Regions from separate parts of the Mus musculus genome. Here all the other regions are linked to region 1. Evidence: chromatin contacts called from public HiChIP or PLAC-seq and promoter capture Hi-C data. All regions are on one chromosome and are shown on one strand. The core of a region is the stretch at or near the end of the contact, and the rest is flanking DNA. Distances in the headings are between cores, read along the strand shown.

Region 1 (3,219 bases), core at 449-2,948:
TTATCTTCTCAGGGTGAGGTGAATAGAGGAGACTACACATTGAATTCTATGCCAGGCCTGCTGTACGGATGGAGAACACCACCATCTTTTTCCCAATGGTAATTACACCTGCCCCCTAAACATTTTAGAGAAAGTCCCGCATCAGTTACATCCACAGACCTGTCCTCACACTGAAAGTCCCCACCCAGGAGAATGAGCAACTGGAGGGCCGGGTCCTTGGTGCTGGCTTTGGGGCAGGGGGTTGAGGGGGGCATAAAAGCCTCTTGAGTCTGGAAATGGTGAAAGGGGACACGTAATGGAGGGAGATGTCGGGAGAAAATGAGGCAAAACTTACCCACCAGGCACTGGCACTGCCGGGCATGGGTTTCATCTATGTATGGCTAGGAGCCCAGGGTCCTGGGTACAGGGTTGCTAAACTATTGGGCAGAGGTGTCTGCTTGTGGGGTGGGGTGGGGGTGGGAGTGGGGAGATGCTGCCCCGTTCTCTGCTCTCTCCTGCCTTCTTCCTCCCAGTCCTCAGCACCACACAAGCCCTCAGAGAAGCTGCTGATTCACTCCTGCTTGGTGACCATCCGGCGACACTTGGACATGTCTGGCTGTGCTGGCTGCAATCCGGCCCACTCTCTATGGACTTGGCCAAGTCACTTAAGGACAATAAGCCGGTTTGTTTGAAGTGTTCCCATGTGCCACTTCTATATCCTCTCCCCACAGACTCCCTGGACCATATTATCATCTCAGTCTGGTAACCACAGGAAGGGACTGCCAATTGTGCACCCATTTTGTAGATAAGGAAACTGAGGCTCTGAGAGGTAGCGCAGCTCTTCCTGGGAGAGCTAATAAACAGATACCTGGAACCCAAGCCACAGCCCACTCTAATCCAAAGCTCCCACACGTCTGTTGCTACCCCCACTGTAGACAGCAAACGTGCCGACGTCTGACAAGGAACCCACTAACATTTGTGTGTAAGACAAAGAGAACAGCCAGGGTGTAAATCCATTTCCGGTACCACCAACCCAACAAGGTTCATGAAGAGGAAGGAAGGAAGGAAGCGAGGGAGGAAGGGAGGGAAGAAGAAGGAGGGCCCTGTTTCCCTCCAGCTGGGATGGTTTTAATGGCTAGGTTAGGACAGGAAGGAAATGAAGCCAAGCTACTGAAAACAGAGACGTTTCCTCGGCTTCGCATACCTTCTAACTTGGCACGCTGACATGGTTGCCCAAGTTCTGAACTTTCAGCCTGAACCCTTCTCTCGGTGTAAAAAACAAGCCATTAAATATTCTGAGGAATCAGGATCCTTTGAGCTTTGACCTCAGGTGTCACACAGACCCACCCAGAATCCTCCTCCCTGGGACTGTGTCTACAGCCATCCACTGAGGTGGCACCCGCCCTGTGGCCCACTCTTGATCTATGTTGACAGTGAGTGAAGTTGTTAAAGGAAACTGTCTCACTGGTGGGCACCACATACCGGTCCACCGTGGGACCCCCGCAGCTCAGTCGTAAACTCCATATCCTCCGGGCTCCCGCCCTGGGAGACTCACTGGGCTGCCAAGTCCTGGCCAGCATCCCGCCAGCCTGGGAGCCAGCCTCCAGGTCTCCCTCTAGCGCAGGGACACACCCCGGGGGAGGAGCCACCTCTTCTTGGCCAGTGCGGGCAGACGGCCAGCACCGGTTTCCTCTCCTCTGCAGCGACCAGCTCACCCGCCTCGGACCGACATGGCCCAGGAACGCCCCTCCTGTGCTGTGGAGCCCGAGCACGTCCAGCGGCTGCTGCTGTCCTCTCGTGAGGCCAAGAAGTCAGCCTACTGCCCCTACAGCCGCTTCCCTGTGGGGGCTGCCCTGCTCACCGGGGACGGGAGGATCTTCTCTGGTAAGGGCTGTCGCCGGAGTCCACTCTGGGGCAGCATGAATGGGGCCCAGGTACAGGTGAAGAGGAGAAACAGCGTGGTCCCCTCCTCACTGCTCCTCCCCTGCTCTCACCGAGGCTGTGGGCTCACTCAACTGCTTATCTGCACAGTGCCTCTCTGTTCTTAGAAGTCTGGAGTGGGGAAGGGAATTTGCACGTGAGATTAGAGGGAGAAGCCAAAATGAAAACCGTCCACGACCTGCATGGCAGGAGACTCGGATTACTTACTGAGTGTCCTGTATGCCCAGTATTCACCTCCCATCCGTTAGTTCTTTCTCTGACCTCCTGCCCAATATTAGACCCATTTTAAGATGAAGAAGTTGAGGCCAGAGGCATGTCCTAAGTTACAGGAGGCACTGGTGATGGGACCCAGGGCTGGACCTCCCAAAGCCCCACCTTCCTGCACCCTGGGGTGCTGGGATTGGCTGGGGAGGGATGGCATCAGGCAGACAGAGCGTTGTTTGTTTGTTTGTTTGTTTGTTTTTGGAGGAGAGGATCCAGACACCGTCTGGGAATCCAGCAGTCTTTACTGAGTTAACAGGATCTGCCCTGAGCTCATGTTTATAGACCCTCAAGCAGGCCAGAATGGGCTGCAGCTATGGTGTGGTACTCGCTCACACAAGGGTCTGGGTTTAGGGGAACAAAAGGAGGGGAAAGAGAATAAGGGAAGGAGAGAGTGGTAGAGAAGGAGAAGGGAGGGAAGGAGGAAGAGAGGGAGGAAGAAGGGGAGGAGGGAGGGAAGGAAGGAGGAGGGAGGAGAGGAGGGAGGAAGGGAAGGAAAAGAAAGGAGGGTGGAGGGGGAAGGGAAGAAGGAAGGGAAGGGAGGAGGGAAGGAAGGAGAAAGGAGGAGGAAAGAAGGGAGCTTGGTAAACTTAAGGACATGTTCAGTTGGGACATGGTGTGGACAGGTGACAACTACAGTGCCCATTCGTATGCCTTGTTGACTGAGCCTCTGTGAGCTTCATGAATCACCCAGCTGTGTGACAAAACCTTCCCTGGGGAGATGCAACACAAGTCTACTCACCCCAGAGAGGGAGCCCACAACAGGTCGAAGTACAGATACCTCCAAAGTCCAACTTGGTGAACCAACTGGACTTACCTACAGGAATATGGGTGAGGGGTCACTTACAGGAGCAGAAAGGACTCAAAAAACCCAGCTGTATCACCAAGGCCCACCCCAGCATGGGTACCAGCTTCCAACGCTGGGAAACTGGAGTTGACTGCACAGCCTGCAGGCAGCTCACAGGTTAGATGGAGAGCATCCTTTCCAGGTGGCTTGGTTGCTGTAGCCCTCTTTCAGGCAGCTCAGCGTCTTTCCTC
Region 2 (3,219 bases), core at 307-2,806, 510 kb before region 1:
CCCAGGAGGCAAAGGCAAGCCAGGGCAATGGGAGGTTTCATCCTGGGGGAGGTAGGCAGGGGGCATGGGAGCCTGCTGCAATGGGAGGAAGTGAGCTGGGGCCTCTGATCTCCAGACACCTCCCAATTAGTTAAATACACAGGGCCTGTCCACCCCCGTCATTAACCCTGGAGTGCCCAGTGATGCAATAATTCCGACACTTTGACTAAGTTCCCAGGGGAGGGGCCAGCCAGTTCCCCGGGGGGCTCTTCCGAGGGTGTGTGAAAACAGGGATGGGAGAGTCGTGTGGCCATCTTTCCTTCTGTTCCACCTTCTCTGGACCCCCACACTCTTAAATTGCTAACTTTGCTCCCGGGGTCTGTGCCCCATTTTTTCCCCTATGCTTCCTATTGTGTTCATTTCCTTGTAACCAACCCATTGGATGAGGCCCAGTGCTGTGGAGAAACTGAAGCTTTCTCGGAGCCAAGTTCCGAGTGTGTCCTGTTTCCAGTGCAGAAGTGTTCCTCCCCAACCGTCCCTCTTCATGACTGGTGACTGAGATAACTTGGCCATCTGCTTCTGTCAACACCCAGGGCTTTCTGAATCCTGTTTCCACCACGGATCACGCACGAGGCCCTGGGCAGTCCCTTTCCCTTGCTTGGGACCTCAGTGTTCCTGTCTGTGTTACAGAGACAGGGGCATCCTGCCTCACCTCCTTCATGAGAACTGGCTCGCACTGAGCATGTGCAGGGCCACAGGGGTGTACACAGGGCCAAAGACCCTCCATAGCCCACGACAGGGGGTGAGGTGGGGACTGACACAGACAGACAGACAGACAGACAGACAGACACCTCAGTAAATAAGGAGCTGGAATGTGGACCCAGGCAGCCCTAAAGGGCTCACCAAGGGCCAACTTAGCCCCTTTGGGCTGAGGGCGGGGGTGGGTAGGTGAGCGCTGTGCTACTCAGACCACGATTTGTTTTTTGTTTTTTGTTTTTTAAATAAAATCAGAGGAATGATGTTAATACAGCCTGGACTATGTCTGACTTTATAATAACACAATTATAAAGCCTAATTCTCTCTTCTCTATTTTTCTTCCAGTCTCGGGAAAAACTCTCATGGGAGGAGGCACCTGGGGCACGTGACTAATGACCCCTTGTCCAGCTTCAAGCCTCAGCTGCTCTGAGGGCCTGGGGTCTGTCTGCATTCTGTGGACTTGGCTGGGTCTCAAGAGAAGGAATCTAGACACCCTGGCCAAAGTGCCCTGTCCCTGGGAAGTTTCTCTGAAGAGTCAGGAGGAGAGCTCTGAGTAGCCCGACTCCCTCGGCTATGTGACTGGGGAAGAAAGGTTTTGAACACAGGAGGGGAGTTGTAAACAAGGCTATACACAGGGCCTCAACCCCACATCCAACCCTGCCCATCCACTTCCTGAAACCACACTCCTACCTCTGCCACCTCCCAGGGGCATCTGGGTACTGCAAGCTCTGTCCCTGTTGCAAAGGTGATGGGGACCAAGTCCACCTGCCTGGTACACCCTGCAGCTCTGAGTCACCGTCTACTGAGAGAGGTCTCTTTTCTTGCCATTTCCTTTTGATTTTTAATGAGAGTTCTTCTGGCAGTCCCTAGCTTCTGGCCTGGGTCACGAGGCCTCAAACCATGAGTCATAGGAACAGCTGACTCCCAACAGCATGGCATCGAAGTTTAGTCCCTGGGAGTAGGGAGCGCAAGAGGAGCCTGGATTCTGAGACAGTTTGCTTTTGAATCCTGACCTGGGCAGGATGGGACACTGAATGTTCCCATAGGGCTGTATCATGTTGGAGAAATCTGGGCTAGCTTCCTGGAGGAGGCTACCCCATTGAAGTGCAATGCTAGTGGAAGCTGGACTTAGAAAGGTTCAGACATTCCAGAAAGGGTGTTGGTGTTAGGGCCTTCACACCTCTTGTGCAATGTGGCAGAAATTACAGCAAAGTCAGGACCTGAATCATCTATAAAAATGGAAATAATTAGACTGACTTTTTAGGGCTGTAAGCCAGACAAAGGAGACATGAGATGGCAAGGCCTTTTGTGGGCAGCCTTGTCCTCAGGGGGAACCAATCAATATTGGGCAGGGGGAGGGGGGAAGCATGCAGGGAGCCTATGCTTCCAGCACACTCATGGGACCACTGTCTCTACTTGATAGTCGGATGGAAGGGTGGGGTTCCAGGGTGGCAGCTGGAGTGGTTGACATGGAGGTCAGGATGGATATGTGTGAGACACTGAGGAGCTCAGACTGCAGTGCCATTTTCTTGCTCTTGGTATTTATTTGTATCTTTGGGGGAGCTGGAGAGGCAGCCTAGTTGGTGCAGTGCTTGCTTGGCAGATCTGATGCCCTGGATCTGATGCCCTGCCCTGCGTGACCTGGGTATGTGGGTGCCCATCTGGAACCTCAGCGCTCAGCAGGCAGAGGCGAGAGTGCCAGAAACTAAAGGTCATCTTTGTGTGTGTAGGAGTAGTTTAAGGCCAGCTTGGGCTACATGTCTAAAATAATAAAGAGTAAGGGGTTTCAGGGGGCTGGGCTCAGTCGGTGAGACGGTTTGCTGCATAAGTGTGAGGGCCTGGGTTCAAATCCCCGACACCCACATAAATAGTCACGTGTGGCTGTACATGTCTGGAACCTCAGTGCTTTAGGGAATGGAGACAGGAGGATGACTGGGGCTTGCTGGCTGCTGGCTGTCTCTGTGTTCATCGAGAGAGACTGTTTCAAGGGAATAAGAGAGTGAGAGAGCAGGATACCTAATGTCTTCCTCTGGCCTCTTCATGCACATTCATGGGTGTGTATACCTGTGAGTACAGGTATGCAACACATGTACACACAAGCACACACATGTGTACATGTACCCACATACACATACATGTGCACACAGCCACATACACATACATGTGTACACACATGCACACACATACACACATGTGCACATACATGTATACACATATATACATACATACTCATACAACACACACATGGATACACACATGTGCACACACATGTACACACTTATACAACACACATATACACACATGCACACACACTTGTACAATACACATATACATGCATATACATGCACACACATGTACACACATACACATACTTATATACGCATACACATGCATACAGACATACTCAGACACACACATAGGCACACTCGTACAACACATACATGCATACACACATACACAGCACACACATGAACACATACCCCC
Region 3 (3,219 bases), core at 255-2,754, 470 kb before region 1:
CCCACCCCCACTCCCCTACCTGCCCACTCCCCCTTTTTGGCCCTGGCGTTTCCCTGTTCTGGGGCATATAAAGTTTGCGTGTCCAATGGGCCTCTCTTTCCAGTGATGGCCGACTAGGCCATCTTTTGATATATATGCAGCTAGAGTCAAGAGCTCCGGGGTACTGGTTAGTTCATAATGTTGATCCACCTATAGGGTTGCAGATCCCTTTAGCTCCTTGGGTACTTTCTCTAGCTCCTCCATTGGGAGCCCTGTGATCCATCCATTAGCTAATGGATTGAACCATATATTTTATATTTTTCCTTTCTCAGCTTTCTCCTTTTCATTAAAACGTTCTTTATAAGACTAAATCAGAGAAAAAAGTCTCTGCTGGGCTTTTTTGAGACTTCCTTTGCCCATGCAATTAATATACATTTCTTTATCTTGGCCTCAGGTAGACTCTTCAGACAAGGGCAAAAAGCAGCCACATTCTTCACCAATATACCACAAAAACAGCCTCTAGGCCACATACTGAAGTTTTTCTCCAGTGAAATCTCTTGGGCCAGGTCCTCACAGTTCAAATCATTCACAGCAACAAAGTCTTCCATATTCCTATTTAGAATAGCCCATTAAGCCCCACTTAAAGCATTCTACTGCTTTCCAAATCCAGAGTCCCCAAATCCACATTCTTCCAAACAAAACCAGTCAGGCCTATCACAGCAATACCCTACTCCTGGTACCAACTTCTGTCTTAGGGTTTTACTCCTGTGAACAGACACCATGACCAAGGCAACTCTTCTAAGAACAATATTTAACTGGAGCTGGCTTACAGGTTCAGAGATTCAGTCCATTATCATCAAGGCAGAAGCGTGGCAGCATCCAGGCAGGCATGGTGTAGAAGGATTTGAAAGTTCTACGTTTTCATCTGAAGGCCGATAAGAGAAGACTGGCTTCCGGGCAGCTAGGTCAAGGGTATTAAAGCTCATGCCCACATTGACATGTGTCCTCTAAGAAGGCCACACTCACTCCAAGGCCACACCCACTCCAACAAGGCCACACCCACTCCAACAAGGCCACACTTCCTAGTAGTGCCACTCCCTGGGCCAAGCATATACAAGCCATCATACACCTTTACTTATTGAGTCATCTACCTGGCCTTTAAACACCTAGCTGGCCGATCGATCTTTAGCCCTCCCTGCCAGTGGTCTCCCCTCACAGCATGCCGCAACCTATCACTGGCCGGGGGAAGACACTGCCTCGGTTTGTTGCATTAAATTTTCCCTCCCATCCTGCATCCACCACTGAAGCCGCTCTCTATGTTTATTTAGATGCATGGTGCCTTGAAAAGGACTCAGTGTTTATGCAACTCTGTGTGTGCTTCTAAATTATACACAGGATCCTGCACCGTACGTCCCCTCCCACTTTTGTGCCGAGACTGAAAATTAGCAGAGACTCACAGCTCCTTTGCCAAAACCAGTCTGGCAGAGTGACAGCTGAGAGAGGAGCCTGGATCTGAGGGAGTGAGAAAAGAGCCTTTGCCAAGCCTTGTGGGAAGCTGGGGCAACCTGGACAGCAGGGTATAGCTGTGAGGAGCCGAGCTCGTGGGTGCTGGAGCAGGCAGAGAGCAGGGTCAGACAGTGGGCAGGGCGGAGGACACTGTTCTTTTTCCTTTCTTCTCTCTCATTATGTGGCCCAGGCTAGTCTCAAATTCAGGCTCCTCCTCAGCCTCTGGAGTGTAGGAATTACAGGTTCAAGCTGCTACGCCTAGCTAGGAGACTTTCTACACTGTATTTTCCTTCTGTTTGCTCCTTGATTCCGAGATAATTGGGCCCTGGAAGTGTGATGATGTCACCAGAGCCCTTTGGGTCAGAGGCTATGCTTTGGAAGCTCGGACAAGCCAGGCTCAGCCACCTGACCTCAACAGGCCAATTAAACAGAAGCAACAGAAACACAAAGAAAGACGTATTCAACATAGCTATGGTGGAAAGAGTAACACAGAGGTCTCATGAACCCCAAATTCATCTCCTTGACACGGCATACATAGGTCTTGACCTGAAGAGAGGCAAGAGGTAACTAATCGGCCTTGGCCAATGCGTGGTCCTACGTCACTCACCCATCTCCTCTGCTCTAACACCCCACAGTGTGGGCTGGCGAGCTGTCAAGCTGTCAGAGGTTGGAGTCTTCCTCTGGCTGGCACCAGGCTTTCGAATTTTTCTTCTCTCAGTGTGACACTCCTGTGGAGATTTCAAGTTCTTGGGACTGTTGTTGAAGGGCAGGGTTCAATGTCTTTCTAGGAAATAGATCTCCATTTCTGTCAGAGTCACAGCTATCCCGAATCACTATCTGGTGAGAAAGGGTGAAAACCAATGCAGGCAGTCTCCTGCCCTCAGAGTCCTTTCCTTCCTCTTCTCCAGTCCTTCTACCTACCGGGGGACACCCAGAATGGCAGGCCACACCTCAGGGTGAGGGTCGTAGCCAGTGCTGCCTCTTCAGGTGCTTGGTGACAAGGTGCTGAACAGAGTAGCTCCTTATGGTGGCAGCAAAGGGGATGGTGGAATGGGAGGTTTATCACTTTTCTGTCCCCTACCCAGAGTGACAGTCACCAGACGATAGGACATTTACCAGACAGCACAGAATGTCCAATTCAGTCCCGCCACATAAAAGAAAGTGTCAGCTGTACAAGGAAAGGGCAAGGATCCGCCAGAAAACCCATGAGTATAAACACTAATTATAAAGAACGTAGTTATTGACAGAGGCCAGCCTGCCGGGCATGAGAGAGCACGCCTGTAATTCCAGTGTAACGGAACTCAGCAGGTTCGCATCTCGGGGGCTGGCTTAGTTTCTTCTCAGTTTGCCATGACAAAACACCCGGACAGAAGCAACTGAGGAGAGATAGCATTTGTCCTGGCTCACAGTTCAAGGTAAGCCCGTGGTGGTGGGAAGTTGAGGTAGCAGGAAGGTGAGGTACCTGGTTGTTTGCAACCACAGAAGAGAGTAAAGACTGCTCCCCAGGCCTCCGTTCCTTTTCTCTTTTAACGACTTTAGGGCCCCTAGTCCAGGGCGTAGTGCCAACCACAACAGCGTGAATGGGACTCATGGCATCAATTCGTTGAGTCAAGATAATCTTCACAGACATGCCCAGAGGCCCTTCTGCCAGGCTGAGTCTAGACTCTATCTGGCTGATAGAGTGGGAATGACTCCCTACCCTGACCCCTGAGACAGGATATCTCTGTATAATCC
Region 4 (3,219 bases), core at 511-3,010, 360 kb before region 1:
ATGCCAGCTCTCAAGGAAAGTGCCAGTGGCACCAAGCACAGCATACATGATCGCATCCAACAGGCTCTCCTTCCCTTGGCTCAAACTTTACTGAAAACGGTATTCTTTACAATTCTATCCATGAGCAATGTGTCTTTCCAACCCAACTGTGGATGTGCTGACAAGGCCTTAGAACTCTGCTCATATCAAAATCCTATCCCTGCATGAAGCAGGTAACAAAGATGTGGCCATGAAGTTAGGTAGTGAATCTGTGGTTCTTAACTGTCTATTAGTTAACTTCTACTAGTTCAATCACTAAATTACTCTAAGGGTCTGTCTAGAGCAGAGTCCAACGGGACTCCTTTTAAAGCAGTTTTTTTTTTCTTGTTTGTTTGTTTTGTTTTGTTTTTGAGACAGGGTCTCCCTATGTAGTCATGACTGTTCTTGAACTTGCTCTGTAGACCAGGCTGGCCTTGAACTCAGAGATCCGCCTACCTCTTCCTCCTGAGTGTCGGGATTAAAGGAATGCGCTGTCACTTCTCAGCTTTAAAGTCATCTTAATGCCAGCTTGGAAGGAAGAGTTGATTAGATTGGAACAAAGACAGGGAGGAATTGGGCAAGTGAAGGGACAGGCTAAACTAGGGAAGAGTCTTCATTTAAGTCAAGGTTTCAACAGAAGCAAGGATATTGGGCCTAGGGAGGGGGAGAGTGTGTGTGTATGTGTGTGTGTGTGTGTATGTGTGTGTGTGCGCGCGCGCGTGTGTGTGCGTGTGTGCGTGTGTGTGGCTGTGGTTGGGAAGCACCTCAGAGACAGCTAACAGGGATGGGATCAGATGACCATTCTAACAGACCAGAGGCAAGAGAGCAATCGTGCAAAGGCTGGGAGCCCTCTGGTCTGACAGCAGACAACTAAGAAGGTTCACATTCAATGGTTTCTATTTTCCTTTGCAGAGGGCAGGAGACTGTCATCCCACAGGGAGGGAGGAAGGAAGACGGCATGTGGGAGGTTTTTAGAGGACAGATAGGATTTGAAATAGCTATTGGAGAGGGCAGGAAACAGAAGGCTGGCCAGGGAGGGCAGAGGGTCTCATGTGTGTGACATGTCATGGCTCGGTGTGGGTTGGACAGATTCCAGCTAAGGCATCCATCACACTGATGGGATGACAGTAGGGCCAGGAGGACTCTTACCAACAGAATGGCTGAGGTAGTGGACCATAGCTTCTGAGAAAGCAGTCAGGCTGCCGGCCTCCAAAACTCAAAGCTGTTGGGAAACGCGGTGAAGTGGCTGGAGTTGCTGACTGTATATAGTTAGACCCTTAAGGAGGAAATAGGAGATACAGGTGGTGATCACAAGACTGGTGGCCTGGGGGTGGGAACCCCCATGACAACATACCCTAAAAAAATCACCACCCAGATTCTAAGGGTCTCGTTTTAAAACAGTTGCACAACCCTGTTTAAAACAAGGACACTGGCAAAGTCAGGCCAAGGATTGACAGGGATTTGTTCCTGGTCCCTACCCCCGACTCCAGGGCAGGGCTCCCTCTCCCCTGAACGCACATTCCCCAGGAGACACAAGAGTCAGGCCAGGTCAGGAAGAAGAGTTCCAATGGCAGGGGTCCAGGCCCAGGGCCCTGTGGCCTCCATGGGGCAGGGCCACACCAAGGTCCTGAGCCTGGAATCCGTGAACCACCTCTGCCCCTCCGCCCTCCGTGCCCTAGTCCAATTCAGCTTGCGGTCCAGGTCAGGCAGGTTCCGGTCCCACCGGAAGCACGTGGCCCCCACCCCTTGGCGGTTGCCAGGGAGACAGGGCTGTTTACCAGCTGGTCGCAGCCAGGCACCGGAGGCGGATGGAGCTGAGCTGCGAGGTGAGAGGCCCGCTGTGGGTCCCCAGAAACTGAGAGGCAGGCATTTGAGTGGCCCTCCCCAGGGACAGAGCCAACCTGGCTGGAGCCTGAGTCTGCAGCAGCTAAGGGAATCTCCTGGGAGGGGCGTCTACAAGCCAGTCCCTGGACCCAGATCCAAAGAGAGAGAAGGGAGTCGGGGTCATGTGCAGAGGCAGGAGCTGCAGGGAGCCTCCCACAGCTCCAAGTGCCCTTTACCCAGGTCTGCATTCACGTTCCAGACCTTTCTGCCATTCCCGGAACACTCCTCTTCCTTCTGCACTTGAAGCTTTGCTTCCAGACCTGCCAGACCACGGAAATAATAGAGGCCTCTCCCCAACCCCCTCGCCCGCCCTTCTATCCTGGAATCAACCCCGGTTCTCTCTCTTCACTCACTTGGTGGCTTGTGGTTTCCCACATTGTAATCTCTGGTTTGGGGTAGCATAGCGAGTGGTTTCGATCCTCTCTCTCTCCCTCTCTCCCCCTCCATCCCCCGGGGTTGGTTCCTTTACAGAGTTTAATTTTGTAAGCCAGGCTGGGGACTATGGGGTGGCGGCAGTGGGTGGTAGTAACTGATAAACAATTTTAAAAGACCAATGCACGTGTACATGTCCCGGTATATGCCAGCAGATGGTTCGTAGGAGGGTGTATTTTGCTGCTTGCGCTGTAGGTTTAGATTTGGGCTGTGAAGTACCATGGTCTGACCCTATGGTGGCTTGTGGGCACCATTGGAAAACCACGGGAATCTTGATTTCATTTGTATCCAATGTCCCTTCCTTCCTGTTCGTGTGGTGATAATCCTAAGGAATGGGCACCTGCCCTTCTGGAGGGCAACATCTTGAAAATAGTGGCCCGTGTTTTGTTTCCTGCTTCCTAGCAGGCGTCTGCCTCCTAGCTATTGTGTTTAAGTAAACAGGCTACTTGTCTCTTCTGCTGGCAGCGTGATGGATGCCTACGCCTAGACGTTGTCAAATCACTTTGTAGTTGAGTGTCTGCCAGGCCCTAGAGGTGATGAAATAAATGAGCCATGCAGGGATTGTGCTGTCGCAGGAGCCTAGACAGAGGGCAAAGGTAGAGTTTGGGACCCAGGGTGTGTGTGTGTGTATCTCTGAAGGCGCCATGGCTGCCGTTCTCCAAACACCTGTTTCCTGTAGCATCCTGCCCTCCTTCTGGGTGGGGGTGGGAGCTGGTGTTCCCTCTGTGTAACAGATGGTCTCTGTGCTGGGTAGGAGGCGGTGGGTTATAAAAGCAGGTTGGGTGTAACGGCTTTACCTGAAGGAGGTGTTAGTCTCGAAATAGCCTTGAGTGGGCTTATGAGAATTAGTCATAATTGAGGTTTTTCTCTTGAGATAGCTTGCAA

What was found. HiChIP or PLAC-seq counts read pairs in DNA pulled down with a chosen protein or histone mark. Capture Hi-C pulls out chosen DNA fragments and counts their contacts.
Region 2: a contact with region 1 is called in an HNF4G HiChIP or PLAC-seq map of pancreatic cancer cells. The contact joins the promoter of Pla2g2e here to the promoter of Cda in region 1. A contact is called at or near these places in 14 of 39 promoter capture datasets (the 3T3-L1 cell line, the C10 cell line, the HPC-7 cell line and 9 more), 1 of 115 datasets of contacts at active chromatin or transcription factors (pancreatic cancer cells) and 1 of 9 other capture datasets (adipose tissue).
Region 3: an H3K4me3 HiChIP or PLAC-seq map of forebrain shows a contact between it and region 1, with 4 times the contacts expected there. The contact joins the enhancer-like site here to the promoter of Cda in region 1. A contact is called at or near these places in 5 of 39 promoter capture datasets (3T3-L1-derived adipocytes, the C10 cell line, embryonic stem cells and 1 more), 1 of 484 Hi-C or Micro-C datasets (the N1E-115 cell line) and 3 of 115 datasets of contacts at active chromatin or transcription factors (embryonic basal ganglia, embryonic stem cells and forebrain).
Region 4: a promoter capture Hi-C map of adipose tissue shows a contact between it and region 1. The contact joins the promoter of Ubxn10 here to the promoter of Cda in region 1. A contact is called at or near these places in 9 of 39 promoter capture datasets (the 3T3-L1 cell line, the C10 cell line, cranial neural crest and 6 more), 1 of 115 datasets of contacts at active chromatin or transcription factors (pancreatic cancer cells) and 2 of 9 other capture datasets (adipose tissue and embryonic stem cells).

What each region holds. Positions count from the first base shown.
Region 1 is chr4:138,366,434-138,369,652 of GRCm38.p6, reverse strand. It overlaps Cda (cytidine deaminase), which reads left to right and starts at 1,698. Exons shown (of 4, transcript NM_028176.1): 1 at 1,698-1,863. The coding sequence starts at 1,710.
Region 2 is chr4:138,876,279-138,879,497 of GRCm38.p6, reverse strand. It overlaps Pla2g2e (phospholipase A2, group IIE), which reads right to left and starts at 1,556. Exons shown (of 5, transcript NM_012044.2): 1 at 1,426-1,556; 2 at 2-75. The coding sequence starts at 41.
Region 3 is chr4:138,839,841-138,843,059 of GRCm38.p6, reverse strand. It overlaps a transcript of Pla2g5 not described here. Among named protein-coding and RNA genes, the nearest start is that of Gm32930, 22 kb to the left of the region's middle. Within about 2 kb of position 1,504, at least 18 of the 459 cell types and tissues checked have an H3K27ac peak or open chromatin away from gene starts, as enhancers often do. A contact at or near this core is called in forebrain, where this site is marked.
Region 4 is chr4:138,723,806-138,727,024 of GRCm38.p6, reverse strand. It overlaps Ubxn10 (UBX domain protein 10), which reads left to right and starts at 1,760. Exons shown (of 2, transcript NM_178671.5): 1 at 1,760-1,844. It overlaps Pla2g2c (phospholipase A2, group IIC), which reads right to left and starts at 1,700. Exons shown (of 6, transcript NM_008868.3): 1 at 1,537-1,700; 2 at 1,168-1,294.